Regions from separate parts of the Nothobranchius furzeri genome. Here region 1 is linked to region 2. The links are chromatin contacts, called in public Micro-C maps. All regions are on one chromosome and are shown on one strand. The core of a region is the stretch at or near the end of the contact, and the rest is flanking DNA. Distances in the headings are between cores, read along the strand shown. Region 1 has its middle 160 kb from the start of LOC139070420. Region 2 overlaps tbx3a (T-box transcription factor 3a).

Evidence for each region. Hi-C and Micro-C count contacts between places; a contact is called where the count stands out from the background.
Region 1: a contact with region 2 is called in a Micro-C map of tail fin, with 6 times the contacts expected there. The contact joins two enhancer-like sites. A contact is called at or near these places in 2 of 2 Hi-C or Micro-C datasets (skeletal muscle and tail fin).

The regions. Positions count from the first base shown.
Region 1 is chr6:54,129,963-54,132,769 of NfurGRZ-RIMD1, forward strand. No RefSeq gene overlaps it. Among protein-coding and RNA genes, the nearest start is that of LOC139070420, 160 kb to the left of the region's middle. Within about 2 kb of position 1,254, at least 1 of the 3 cell types and tissues checked has an H3K27ac peak or open chromatin away from gene starts, as enhancers often do. A contact at or near this core is called in tail fin, where this site is marked.
Region 2 is chr6:53,856,120-53,858,892 of NfurGRZ-RIMD1, forward strand. It overlaps tbx3a (T-box transcription factor 3a), which reads right to left. Exons shown (of 7, transcript XM_054744356.2): 7 at 2,065-2,773. Among protein-coding and RNA genes, the nearest start is that of tbx3a, 8.4 kb to the right of the region's middle. Within about 2 kb of position 1,317, at least 1 of the 3 cell types and tissues checked has an H3K27ac peak or open chromatin away from gene starts, as enhancers often do. A contact at or near this core is called in tail fin, where this site is marked.

The DNA.
Region 1 (2,807 bases), core at 4-2,503, 270 kb after region 2:
TTCTTCCAAGTTACTTCCCAGAACATCTGCATTTTTTTTCCAAATAGGTCCAGCATTTGTCTCACAGGATGACATTGCAGTTAAATTTGGAGTTTGTTAATGCTAGGATGTGTTCTTCTGTGATCTGATACCCTTCAGGGCACAACATCCAAGTTTGTAACTGCTGTATGAAGTGGTTTAATCCTAAAAATCAAATGTTGCATGTATGATGAGAATCTGAGAATTAAAGTAATACTTCATGTATATTTTTAAAGTAAATGGGAAAACTACGGGAGATAAGCCTGTGGTCCGGGCCAGGATGGGAGACGTTTGTCACCGTGGTTACAGTAATGAGCTAAAACCTGAGGTTACTGTTTGTTGAATTACAGAGTCAAAGGTAAAACTGTCTAAATAACTGCTGCTGTCAAGTGAGGGCAACTGTCTTTTTTCACTTGTTCAAACCTTTTGTTGCTAGAATGAATTCTTATTTCAGTTTTGTTTTTTTTCTCTTTGCTGTGGTTCATCTTTGTGTTCCCAGATGTCTGTTTGCTGTCGCCGTAGATGTGCGGTGAACTCATTTACTCATATTACCTCATTTACCTCAATTAGATCACAGAAAACATCCATTTTTCCTTTAAACTGGCAAACAAAGCCTTAAAGACTTGTGAGAGAAGAACTTTTCCTAAATTTTAAAGATGAGAGAACAGAACCAGTGAATTAAACACTTCCTATTTGTGCAACCGGAGCCAGCTGCAGCCCTGAGAGTCATGAGAAAATGAAACAGAATTCAAATTCCAAAACGCCATCGGCCAGATCTCTCAACCCGGTGAAACATAAGAGTAATCAGATTTGAAGATGCTTTTTTTTAGGAGTCGAGGGGCTGTGCAATCTGTGCAAGAAAAGGAAGGTGGGGGGTGCGCCTGGTGATGACATGAGCTGAACAGATTGAACAAGGAGCACTTTTTTCCTGCACTGACGGACAGTTTCAAACAAGGCTGCTCTTTGAGGAGGGAGAGTGGAAGGTTAGTGTCTCATCCCAAGTTGTAACCCTCACCCCCAAGAGCAGATTGAAAACAAGACTGAGAAGGAAAATTAAGTTCTTTGTGGACCTCAGGATGCCTGATTCATGGCTCTGATTGTATGTTTTTTATTATTTTCGCATTGTTGAGTGTTCCTTTGTTTGCACAAGATTTCGCATGTTTTTTATGGTGTGCTTCTCACATCTTTGAGCCTGAGCTTGCCAACACATGCTGCTCATTTCTCTATTTGAGGGAGACACCCGTTGCTCATCCAGAGCAGGTATTTCCTCCCTGGAGGCAAGCAAACCAATAAAACAAAAAAACTAAATCCTAAACAAAATTGAGGGCAAACTGACACACTCTTCTGTGAGAAAAAACACCCCAACTGGGGTTACATTTGCACATAGCCACGCTCTTCTTCTCAGCCGTCTCTTGGCGCACCACCGACTGTTTGGCCGTGACGTATATATTTATCTGCAAAGGGCCTAATGAAACGTGAGATCCCTCATGAACGGGCCATGAAACAGTTGAGGGTATGATTCATCCATCAAAGGCAGAGCATGTTTAGACAGGAGAGTTCGCTACACCAATTATATTACTCTCATGCAAGACGATTTAGTTAAACATCAGGCTCACCCTAAAACCTTTGATCCATTTATTAGGGTTATTTTTGTTTGGACTTAAAGGCTCCATGAAAATTTGATAGTGATATAACATATATATATATATATATATATATATATATATATATATATATATATATATATATATATATATATGTGTGTGTGTGTGTGTGTGTGTGTATGTATATATATATATATATATATATGTGTGTGTGTGTGTGTGTATATATATATATATATATATATATATATATATATATATATATATATATGTGTGTGTGTGTATATATATATAAATATATATATATATATATATATATATATACATATACATATGTGTGTGTGTGTGTGTGTGTGTGTGTGTGTGTGTGTGTGTGTGTGTGTGTGTGTGTGTGTGTATATATAATGGGAAGTTTTGGTTAGTTTTAGCAGAGTCATTTTAGCAGAGTCATTTTATGCAAATTTTAGACTATCTGCCTTAATTGTTGGGCAGAGTTTTAAAAACTTTCAGGAGGTATTTTTCATTTCATGAAGGTATTTTCTCTCTGTAGTATAATGGTATTTGTTGATATCTTTGCATGACACACAGAGCCTGTCTGACTCCCGCTGATCACCATCTGAGAGCAGCAGCAGGAACTCGGGATATCAGCTGCCCGCTGGAAGCAGAAACCAGACAGTCTTCATGCGTCAGGGCGCAGCAGCACTTTTTTTTGCGCTGATTGGAGTTGCAAAGCTTCAGTGTGTGTGTGTGTGTGTGTGTGTGTGTGTGTGTGTGTGTGTGTGTGTGTGTGTGTGTGTGTGTGTGTGTGTGTGTGTGTGTGTGTGTGTGTGTGTGTGTGTGTGTGTGTGTCAGAGCCGTGCTGCAGGTAGAGATCATGCAGAGTGCAGCGTGTTCTCCTTTCTCAGAGGCGGCAGGCCTGAGTCCGGCTCACTCCAGACGCAACAAGGCAGCAGGCACGTATTGGTTTCATTTTTCTGCACGGCTCATCTAAAGCAGAACCCATAATAAAGTCTAAAGGCTCCTGCAGAGATTTGCTCCTGCTTGTGACCGGAAGCAGGCCCTCCAACGCGCTCGTTGATAAGGGTATACATTTTGATCATGCAGATGTATCTTAGAGCAATGGAACATTTTTGTTTTGGTTTAAAAGTTTGATTATGGTCGTTTAATGAAATTATCCAAACAGCG
Region 2 (2,773 bases), core at 67-2,566:
CATTCAGTCACAAACCAATGCAAGAACTCATTGCAGTCCTTAATAATTTATGTTTATGCTATTAAAAAACTAACTGTAAACATGTTAATGAACAGAAATTATAATTAAAGATTGTCTTAATGCATGTAGAAAAATAAACAGCCATAATTTTATTATTATTAACACATTTTTATCCTCAAAATATTCCTGAATTTAAAGCTTATTAATAACTACCCAGTGGTTTACTCTGTAGCATCTAGCAACCCTTTAGTTGCATACTGCAATTTTTGCAAACAAAATGAACAAATGTATTTTTTGTTCCACCCATTTTTATTGTTGTTGCATGCTTAGAAATAAAAACCCAGCACAGTTTGTGCCTGTAAACGGATCCCAGATGGACACACCATAAAACAGTGTGAAGCATCCAAACAACCCTTAATGTTGCATAAATCTGCAGCTTGAATGACGTCACATAATGCTCCTGCAGTTATTGATTCAACAGACTTATTTGAGGTGAGTGGCAGGATGCAGGGTGTTTATTTATCATACGTTTAGAATATGAGCCACTAGGTGGCGCAAGTGGCCCTTAAAATATAAAGAAACATGTTTAAAAGCCACCAAATGTTTAACATTAAAACAATGAGCAAGCTGTTTACAAAATGAACTGCTATAATTTTAGAATTACATGTTTTCTTTTTTTGAGAGCTAGGCTTAAGTTAGGAGCTGCGTTAATATGCAAAAGTACAGTTTTATAATTCACTAACATTCTGAGACACGGGTGGTTTTTAGTCCACACTTCAAAGCATTTCATTTGTCGTGTTTCATCTTCATGATTTGTCTTTGATTCATCTAGTTTATTATGGTCCATGCTTGGTTCTGTACAGTAACACCAGATAAAAGGCTAATAAACATTAATTATAGGGGTGAAGAATACAAATATCACTGCTGGGCAAAATAATGATGTAGAACGACAAGCACACGGTCTCATTTAACATAATTTCACTCGTTTTCAAGTGATGCATTTGCAATAGTAGACTTTTTTTTTTAAATATTTTGAGTTACGGAAAGACCCAACTGTTATTGTAGCACGACCCAAGGTGATGTTCAACCCCCAACTTTGGAACCTCTGATGTAAAAGCGAGCAGAATCATGAGGATGAACGTAAATAATCATGTTTGCTGACTATATTTGCCATCGGAACCTATATTATCCACCATATCTTATTAATTTCCAGACAGACCAAGTCAAACATCTTTATCATGTAAACCCGTGACCCCCCCGCCCCTTGTCTTTAGCTCTGGGCGCTGCCGCCGCTGGGGGGCGTCGCATCCAGGTACGATTACAGACGCATTGTCGCCTTCCGTGGAATAAAACGGAGAGATATGCTCATGGAAGGCGCCAGGTGAGCAATAAGAAGGCCTATTGATACGGTTCCTATCGTGTTTGCACCTTTTCACAGCGCCAGGCCCGCTACACATTAACCAGACATTACACAAATAAAGATACGCTGCTGATAAACTCAGGACTGAGGTGCAACAAGAGAGAAGGACCAGAGAAAGCCTTCTCACTTCTGAAATCAGCGCTCTCAGATGCACGACAGGCTTTATTTTTTTTTCTAATCTGTGTTTTTCTGTTCTGGAACCCGGATTTTCGGCTGATTTGTGTTCCCGTTGAGAGAAGAAAGCCTCAGCTTATCCTTTTATTATAAAAAAAAACTGCTACAATATAATGTTTTCGATGGAAAACGTGTTGATTTGTGAATAAATGAAGCGATAAGAAGCTCATGGGATTTTAGAAAATTCAGGGTGGTTTTAGAAATTTTAAACAGTCATATTTGAATCCCAAATCTATTAAATCTTTATGAATTATAAGATATATGCAAACTTTAAACGACAAACATTTTGTGATTTGCATTATAATATAAAAAACAAAAAGGTACATTTTCTGTAATCTTTCTCTTCAGTATTAATCAACTGAATTCGGGGGTAAAAACCTGGGTGAGTCAACCCATGAGCTCCCCATAATTAATCCCCAGTAAATACATTTGATGTAAAAAAAATAAAAATAAAAAACGATTCACATACATGAGAAGCAGCATTTCAATGTTTTATTGAAATTTTTCAAGAACACAATGCCGATGTTGTAAACTAGACAGAACTCCAATACAACAGAACCCACAGACAACTTAAGAAACACGCAGAAAAATAAAGGAACCTTCATATTTTCGATTATGCGGCACTTTAACAATTAAGTTCGCAACATATTTTAAAACAGGTAAAACGTTTTTTCACACTTCAACACTTCTCAAAAAATAAAAATAAAAACAAAAATAAAAACAGAATGAAAAGAGTTGTTTTCTTTTTATTTTCAAGCCATGGGTGCAGCAGTGCGTTTGTCTCTTTTCCATTTCAAACAGTAGCACTTCTCACACAGGGACGAGTGAAAATACAATGGCACGTGAGGGTGAATATCTGCGGATATCTGAGGAGAATTTATCCGTAATTTGATGAGAATATAAACAAACAAACAAACAAACAAAAAAAAGAGGGTAATAGTCCACAGATCTTTACACAAGTATATCGAGAATAAATTAAGAACAAATCCCTAAAAACAAACTACTCCGTCGTATTTACACGCAATAACAATATGAAATAATTACATAAATACTTTTATATATTCATATTTACACGATGATCAATGCTACCTCTCGTTTTCTTTCCATGTTTTCTCTCAACGTTTAACTTTCTGCTTCCCTTTGCCTGTTTGGGTGAAATTACGCATGCTTATAGTTTCG